2 separate regions of the Ovis aries genome follow, and region 1 is linked to region 2. A link is a contact called in public Hi-C data. All regions are on one chromosome and are shown on one strand. Each heading gives the region's core, a stretch centred on a gene start, on an enhancer-like site or on the middle of the called end of the contact. The rest is flanking DNA. Distances are from core to core; before and after follow the strand shown. Region 1 holds the start of TMA16 (translation machinery associated 16 homolog). Region 2 overlaps MARCHF1 (membrane associated ring-CH-type finger 1).

Region 1 (3,531 bases), core at 646-3,145, 43 kb before region 2:
AATGATGTGCCCTGAGCCAGATTCAGGGAATAGGCTTGGGTGTGTGTAAGGCGGCTTCACAGGAAATGGTGAGAGTACAGAAGTAGGGTGTAAACACTATGGGTTAACTGTTCTCAGCAGAATAATACTTCCAGAGTACATACTGCAAGTCTGCCCTTGATTGTGTAGCTTCATGCACAATGCACTTTCACACACTTAAAAGCATTGCCCCAAGATTCATGGATCCTGTGGTCACCCACTCTTGGTTACAATTTAGTTTTAAATGGCTATATTTGTTGATTAAATACATGAACCTGTGCAAACATATCTAACAAACACACCAAACTTCACTATGTCTGTAGCTCCTTGCCACTGTCTGGTTTTCTCCTTTAATTCAGGTGACAAGAGTCTCTCCTTGACCAAATTCTACTTAGGTTCTTCTGAACTCATTTTTCAACTAGGCCTGGAATTTTGGCTTTCCTATTCTTACCTGATTGTTCAGTTTTAGTAGGGAAGTCAGTTTAGACAGAATCCCCAATCCTCCATATCTGGTCAACCTCCGCATCTATTAATATCAGGTGAAGGCTGATTACACCAGCCTGCCTATTTCCAGGTTGGGCTTCCCAGATGGCGCTAGTGGTAAAGAACTCAACTGCCAGTGCAGGTTAGACGGAAGAGACCTAGGTTCCTTCCCTGGGTCGGCATGATCCTCTGGAGGAGGCCGCGGGTAACCGACTCCAGTATTCTTGCCTGGAGAATCCCAAGGACAAAGGAGCATAGTGGACTGCAATACATAGGGTCACACAGAGTCGGACACAACTGAAGCAACTTAGCACCTACGCCATCAGGTTGGTGTAGCCAGAACACACCGTTATAACCTTAATGTTTCCTCATAGTACTTTCCATCCACCAACCCCGACTCTGCTCCTTGGCTATAAATTCCCACTTGTCCACGTATATTAAGAGTAGATCTCTCCCCCATTGTGGTGATCCTTACACAGAGGAGAAATCTCTTGAGTAAAGTTTGTCTTAACTTCCCCTGGGCTTCCCTGGTGGCTCAGCTGGCAAAGAATCCGCCTGCAATGCGGGAGACCTGGATATGATCCCTGAGTTAGGAAGATCCCCTGGAGAAGGGAAAGGCTACCCACTCCAGTATTCTGGCCTGGAGAATTCCATGGACTGTATAGCCCACGGAGTCGCAAAGAGTCGGACACGACTGAGTAACTTTCATTTCACTTCACTTCACTTCCGTTAGTAAGTGTCTTGAAAATTTTGCCTTGAACATAGGTCTCTGTTCAACTCTTTCAAAAGTGGATTTCTGAGACCACCACGCCTAAAACAACTTCTCTGCCTTAATTTCAACTTTATTTTTTAGAATACTAACACTACTGGAAACAATATGAATTGATAGGGTTTTGTTTTGTGGATTTTTTTTTTTCCCTCCACATTCTGCCTTGAAATATGAGCGGAGCAAGGGCATGGAAATAGTTTGTCCGTTCCCAAAGCCTTGCACACAATTTGCTGAATGAATATAATGTCCATGGAATCCTACCAAGTACAGATGGAACGAAGACACATCCTGAGAACACAGAAAAAGCAGGTGAGAGGAAGTCTCGAGTGTGCAGACGGGACTCTCACTGGTGAGGACAGAGCCTCGGGGGAGCCTCGCTCCGGCAGCCGGGAGGCGCAGACGGCAGGCCTGCGCTGGGCGGAAGCCTAGAGCCGCCTCGTCGGAAGAGGCTGTGTGGTCTTGGATCTGAGCGCAGGGCAGACGCCTGAGAGCCTACGTTTCCCTCGGCACCGGAGAGCGCCCGACTGACGCGTCAGTCTCCTGCGGCTCACAAAGACCGGGGTCTTGTTTCCCGGGACGTTTCAGGAAAGAGCACTCGCCCTCCCGCTTCCGGTCGAGTCGCGCGGCTTCTTCCGCCCCTCGTGTGTTTGGCGGGACTCGCCGCGCGACGGGCCGTCAGGTGCTGGCGTGTGCAGTCTGAGTTCCGGAGACTCGCACCGTGCGAACGTCGCCATGGTGGGTTCCCCCAGGTTCCTAGAAGGCCCGGTCAGTGCCGGGTCGGGGAGGCGGGCCGGCGTCGGGCGGCTGGGAGCGGGTAGGGAGTGAGAACGGGGGGTGGGGCGGGCGAGTGCTCCGCGCGGTCGGGTCTCTGGTCGGGGCCCTGCGTGGCTCCGCCCCCGGCCCGCGGGATTGCGTGAGGCTCCGCCCGGCCGCTCCTCAGCGGGTGGGGCGGGGGACGCAGGGGACGCGGCTGAACTGAGAGCAGCTGCCGCGGCGCGATCGCCTGGCCTCGGGTCCGTTCCCCGCCTTCCCGCCAGTGACCACTCCCACCCCAGGCCCCGCCTCCGCGCCTTAAGTATAAAGGTCAACTGTATAAGGAATTCCCGTTTACTACTTACTATAAGAAATCCCCGTTCCCCTCCTTGAATCTGTGTCCCCATGAGCCACTTAGAGGAAACCAGTATCCAAATTCTGCTTGCTTGTCTTTATACTTACCGCTTGTTTGTATTCCAGAGCTGCTCTTTCTTGCTTTTTTCGCTTCTGTTCTTGAGAATATTTCTTGAATACGAACATGCTGCTGCTGCTAAGTCGCTTCAGTCGTGTCCGACTCTATGACCCATCAGGCTCCGCTGTCCCTGGGATTCTCCAGACAAGAACACTGGAGTGGGTTGCCATTTCCTTCTCCAGTGCGTGAAAGTGAAGTCGCTCAGTCGTGTCCGACTCTTCGCTGTCCCATGGACTGCAGCCCACCAGGCTCCTCCGTCCGTGGTATTTTCCAGGCAAGAGTACTGGAGTGGGGTGCCATTGCCTTCTCTGAACATGGTTTTTAAATATTCATTTTTCAGTTTCTAACGAAAACAACGACATAGAAAGTTTATAGTGTGGCAGAAAGTTATCTGGCCTCAGTGTCGTTACTCCCTTTTAATTTTTTTTCTCCTTTTCATTGTATTTTCATTTTTCACGTCAGTTTTTGCTTCAGGCTATACGTTTGTGTAAATTCAGTCTTTTTTACGTATCAGTATGTGCGATTGCCAGCTCTTCATAATTTTCTAGCCTAACTACTGTTAGTAGTTGGATTGTGTGTTCGTGATTGGGGGTGTTCATTAACATTTGACTGTAGTTGTCCTTGACTGTCAGAACTTCACTTTTGTCATGCTGTACAGTAGGAGTATGTTGCCTTATGAGTCAAGGAATATAAATCTGTTCTCACTGGCACGTTTCCTGGCCTGTCGTTTTTCTGGTGCATCAGTAGTGTCTCTGTTGCATCCTGTCTTGAATTTAAACTCAGCTTGGAGCTGGAGGTTTTTCCATCTGTACATTTGTATCAGTTACTCTATAAAATTCTTTCCTACAGTTCAGAATGTGGGCAGTGGAGTCCTGGAAGATGTTTGGCACCTGTCTTTGCTAAATTATGGTCTTGATGAAGTTACTTAACCCCTCTAAAACTCAGTTATCCTGTTAAGTTGGAGTAATCATAGTGTCTACCTCGTAGAATTATGAAAATTAAGTGTAAACAGCTTAGCCCAGTGTCTAGTGCTTAG
Region 2 (3,661 bases), core at 76-2,575:
CTCTTTCATAGATAACATGAATTGCTTCATTTTCTTGGCCTTATTTTTGTGATTTGTTTTCAGCACACAGATAGTACCCTGAAGCTTTCTTCTAGAATATGTAAAGATAAAGCAGGGGGAGTAACTGTTCCCCCAAATTAGAGTTGACAACATGGATAATTTAGGATGTTAAAGTTTCAAGTACCATGTGTTTTTGTTTTTGCCTTTTTCATCACAGGAAATAGAGAGGAATCTGGAGCATGATGCATATTTAGGCTAAAAGGACAGTCACTCAATATACAAAGGACTTTTTCCTGACAGTCTTGTTATTACAGCTCAGAAGATGTTGCTGTTTTATATTCAACTTCCATTCTGGTTAAAGAAGGGCAATTTGTTCTTCTTCAAAGGTTTTTGAAGGTTTTCAAGATGGATTTTAAATATTTTAACTTTTAAATTATGCAGGTTTTTTTCCCCAAAACTTTAAAAGCCAGTTCAGGATCAGTTCTCACAGTTCCAATGCCAAAGGAAGATTAATAACAACTCACAAAGATGTCTACACCACCTGATAATGTGTACTTTGGGAAGTCAGGTGTTACATACAATTTGAACACAAATACAGAGAGCCTTTTACAAAAAAGAAAAAAAAAAAAAAACTTTTACAAAAGTCACCTCGGTCCCACTTGAAATTACTGTCCCTCTAGCCAGTGACTCTGTAGGAATAACTACGGAGTCTGGTTCATGATAAAGATCTTGCTTCCTAATTCAAAAAGTCTGAACACCAAAGATAAAAGCTATCTCATTTTCACTTGTTTTTAAGAAACTGAAAATAATGTTTACAAGTATATGGTAGAAAACTGACCTTATATACCATGTGTATAAATATTGATAGATAGATACAGGTGTTGGAAAGCTGATCTTTGATTACCATGCATCATTTTCTGTTGGGAAATATGGCTGATAACCCTGGGTGATAGTCCACTGGAGACTGTGGTATGAAATCCTGCATCTACCCAGAACTGAGAAAGGGAAAAAATATTTTGCAGAAAAAGTCTAAAGAAAAGAAAAAAGTAGAAAAGCTTATATACAAAGAATTCACCCTCCTACATGACTGGGTCCCTTGTTGGGCTCCAGATACAGTGCTCAGCACCTGGGATGTGCTGGTGAGCAAGACAGACATGCTGACCCCGTCAAAACTCAGACTATTAAATGCGCAATCACAACAGGGTGTGGGACGTCTCCTGGGGCCAGAGCTTCTCAGCCTGACTGCACAAGAGGATCATGTAAGGGCTAATTAAGTGTAAACCTCTGGGAATTGAGCTCGACGCTTTGTGGTGGTGCAGACGCTGCACAGGTGATTCGATGGGCAGCCAGGCTGGGGTGGCGGAGGATGTGCAGGAGCACGTGTTCCCCATGCTCAGAGAGTGTCAGCGTCACACGTCTTGCTGGGCTCCACCCTCAGAATCTCTGAGTCACAGGCCCAGCGTGGGGAGAGGCAGGAGTCTGCCTTTCTAACAAGCACTCAGGTGATGTTCATGCTGTGGGCTTGGGGACTGCATTCTGAGAGTTGCTGAGGTAGTAGAAATTATTCTATCTCAGGGAGCTGATCTGGGTTTCTGGGAGGGAGTGAAATTTAAAGTCAACTTAAGGGACAAGGAAGTATGTGATGACGCATGAGCATGAGAGTTGGTGTGCAGAGTGGACACAAAAAGCTGGGAGGAAATGTGTCCCCGAGACAGAGGAGCAGAGCAGCTCTGGGAGCAGGTCTGGGGGTGAACCAGTGTTCAGCATAGCTGGCTTCAGCCAGGCCATGGGGTCAGCATAGCTCCTTGCCAGAGTCCGGGATGTGTTTTGAGAGTCATGAATAAGCAGGGACAGAATGTGGTCAGATTTTTGTTTGAACTTGCTGTGATTATGTTTCTGGACATGTGTTGAAGGTAGGCAAACTAGAGAAAGTCTTGCAAGGAGCAGCTGCAGTTTTGGAGTAAAAGAGATGCTACTACCTGGGTGTAGCAGTGGGGAGGGAGAGATACAGATTTCAGAGGCCTGCGGGGCAAACTAAATAAATAGGACTTGGTGACTGATGTAAGCTGGAAGTGAAGGGGAGGAGACGGCAATGAAAGCCAGGTTGCATTTTGTTACTAGGGGTTAGCAGTGTCATCGCCATAGTGGTCAGAGTGGGAAGTGGTGGAAGGGTTAGGAGTTTGGACACACTAGTCTGGGTGCCTGGGAGACCTTTAAATGGAGAGGTCGGGAGGCAGGCAGATGTCTGGTTGGAGATCCGGGGAAGGGCGTTACCGACACAGAAACAATATCTGGGGACAAAAGGACACCCAGGAGGACTCGAGAGGGACAGAAACAGGAGACCTGGGTCACGGGTTTCAGGGCTGAAGCCGACAGTCATATCCAACGGGAAATAAACAAACACTATCCGCTCACATGTCCCAGAAATGGGATTGAGGAAATGAGTTAAGAGAGAACTGCATGCAGTCTGCATGTGGATGACATGAGGGTCATCCTCCTGTTCATCTCCTTCCCCTTCCTTGTGGCTGGGCGACCCCACGGGGGAGACCCTGCAGGCTGAGACAGCGGACCTGAGCAGGGTGATCACTGGGACCCTGAGTCAGACTTCAGGCTAGCTTCGGTCCAGCTTGCAGGTCTGCTCTAGCCCGCGAGGAAGCCCTCCGTCCCTGAGGCCGTAGGGGACGGTGAGATGGTGCAGGGACAGAGCGCGCCTCTGTTCTCACATGCACGCGCACACACACACACACACACAACTGCAAGGTCTGCAGAACGGCCAGTGCCGGCAACCATGGAGGACATGGGCTTAAACAAATTTTCTCTGAGGGGAGCGATGGGGAGAAAGGATAGTTAGGGGGTTGGGGAAAGTCATGTACGCACTGCTACATTTAAAATGGATAACCAACAAGGACTCACTGTATATCACAGGGAACTCTGTTCAGTGTTTTGTGGCACCCTGGATGGGAGGGGAATTTGGGGGATATGTATATGTATGGCTGAGTACCTTTTCTGTCCACCTGAAACTATTACAACATTGTTCATCATCTATATATCCCCAGTATAAAGTTAAAAGTTAAAAGAAATCTCTGAAGCTTCCCAGGTGGCACTAGTGGTAAAGAAGCTACCTCCCAATGCAGGAAGCATAAAAGACAAGGGTTCCATGTCTGATTTAGGAAGGTCTCCTGGAGAAGGAAATGGAAACCCACTCCAATATTCTTGCCTGGAGAGTCCCATGAGCAGAGGAGCCTGATGGGTTATAGTCCATGGAGTCACAAAGAGTTGGTCACAACTGAAGTGACAGCACACACACAAAAATGTCTACACTAACTTAGAGATGTGATAGATATTCTAAAGTTGGCCAGCTCTGACCAATACAGCTCTGAGCAACGCAGTTGAATATAAATTGTATACACATGAGTTATCACTGATGTACAAAATACTCCCCCCACAACTTGCCCTCTGACCCAGCGTGTCCCTGCTCCCCGCCCCCCCCCGCCAATTCCCTGCAGCACACACACTCTAGCTACACACCCGGCCTCCTGGGGGCTCTGGGGTCCTGGTCCTTTAGATCTCAGCCCTGTTCTGATGAGAAGCAGCACCAGGAGCACAAGAAGGGGACTCCTTCTCCCCTTTGGTCCAGACAGAGAAACACAGAGGAAAGAAA

What was found. Hi-C and Micro-C count contacts between places; a contact is called where the count stands out from the background.
Region 1: a contact with region 2 is called in a Hi-C map of blood, with 4 times the contacts expected there. The contact joins the promoter of TMA16 here to the enhancer-like site in region 2. A contact is called at or near these places in 9 of 16 Hi-C or Micro-C datasets (blood, mesenteric adipose tissue, mixed tissues and 4 more).

What each region holds. Positions count from the first base shown.
Region 1 is chr6:2,387,832-2,391,362 of ARS-UI_Ramb_v3.0, reverse strand. It overlaps TMA16 (translation machinery associated 16 homolog), which reads left to right and starts at 1,895. Exons shown (of 7, transcript XM_060417506.1): 1 at 1,895-2,769. The coding sequence starts at 2,602. LOC132659991 (a long non-coding RNA gene) reads right to left here and starts at 1,837. Exons shown (of 3, transcript XR_009601117.1): 1 at 1,532-1,837.
Region 2 is chr6:2,344,020-2,347,680 of ARS-UI_Ramb_v3.0, reverse strand. The region is part of intron 4 of MARCHF1 (membrane associated ring-CH-type finger 1); the gene reads right to left. Among named protein-coding and RNA genes, the nearest start is that of TMA16, 44 kb to the left of the region's middle. Within about 2 kb of position 1,325, at least 1 of the 54 cell types and tissues checked has an H3K27ac peak or open chromatin away from gene starts, as enhancers often do.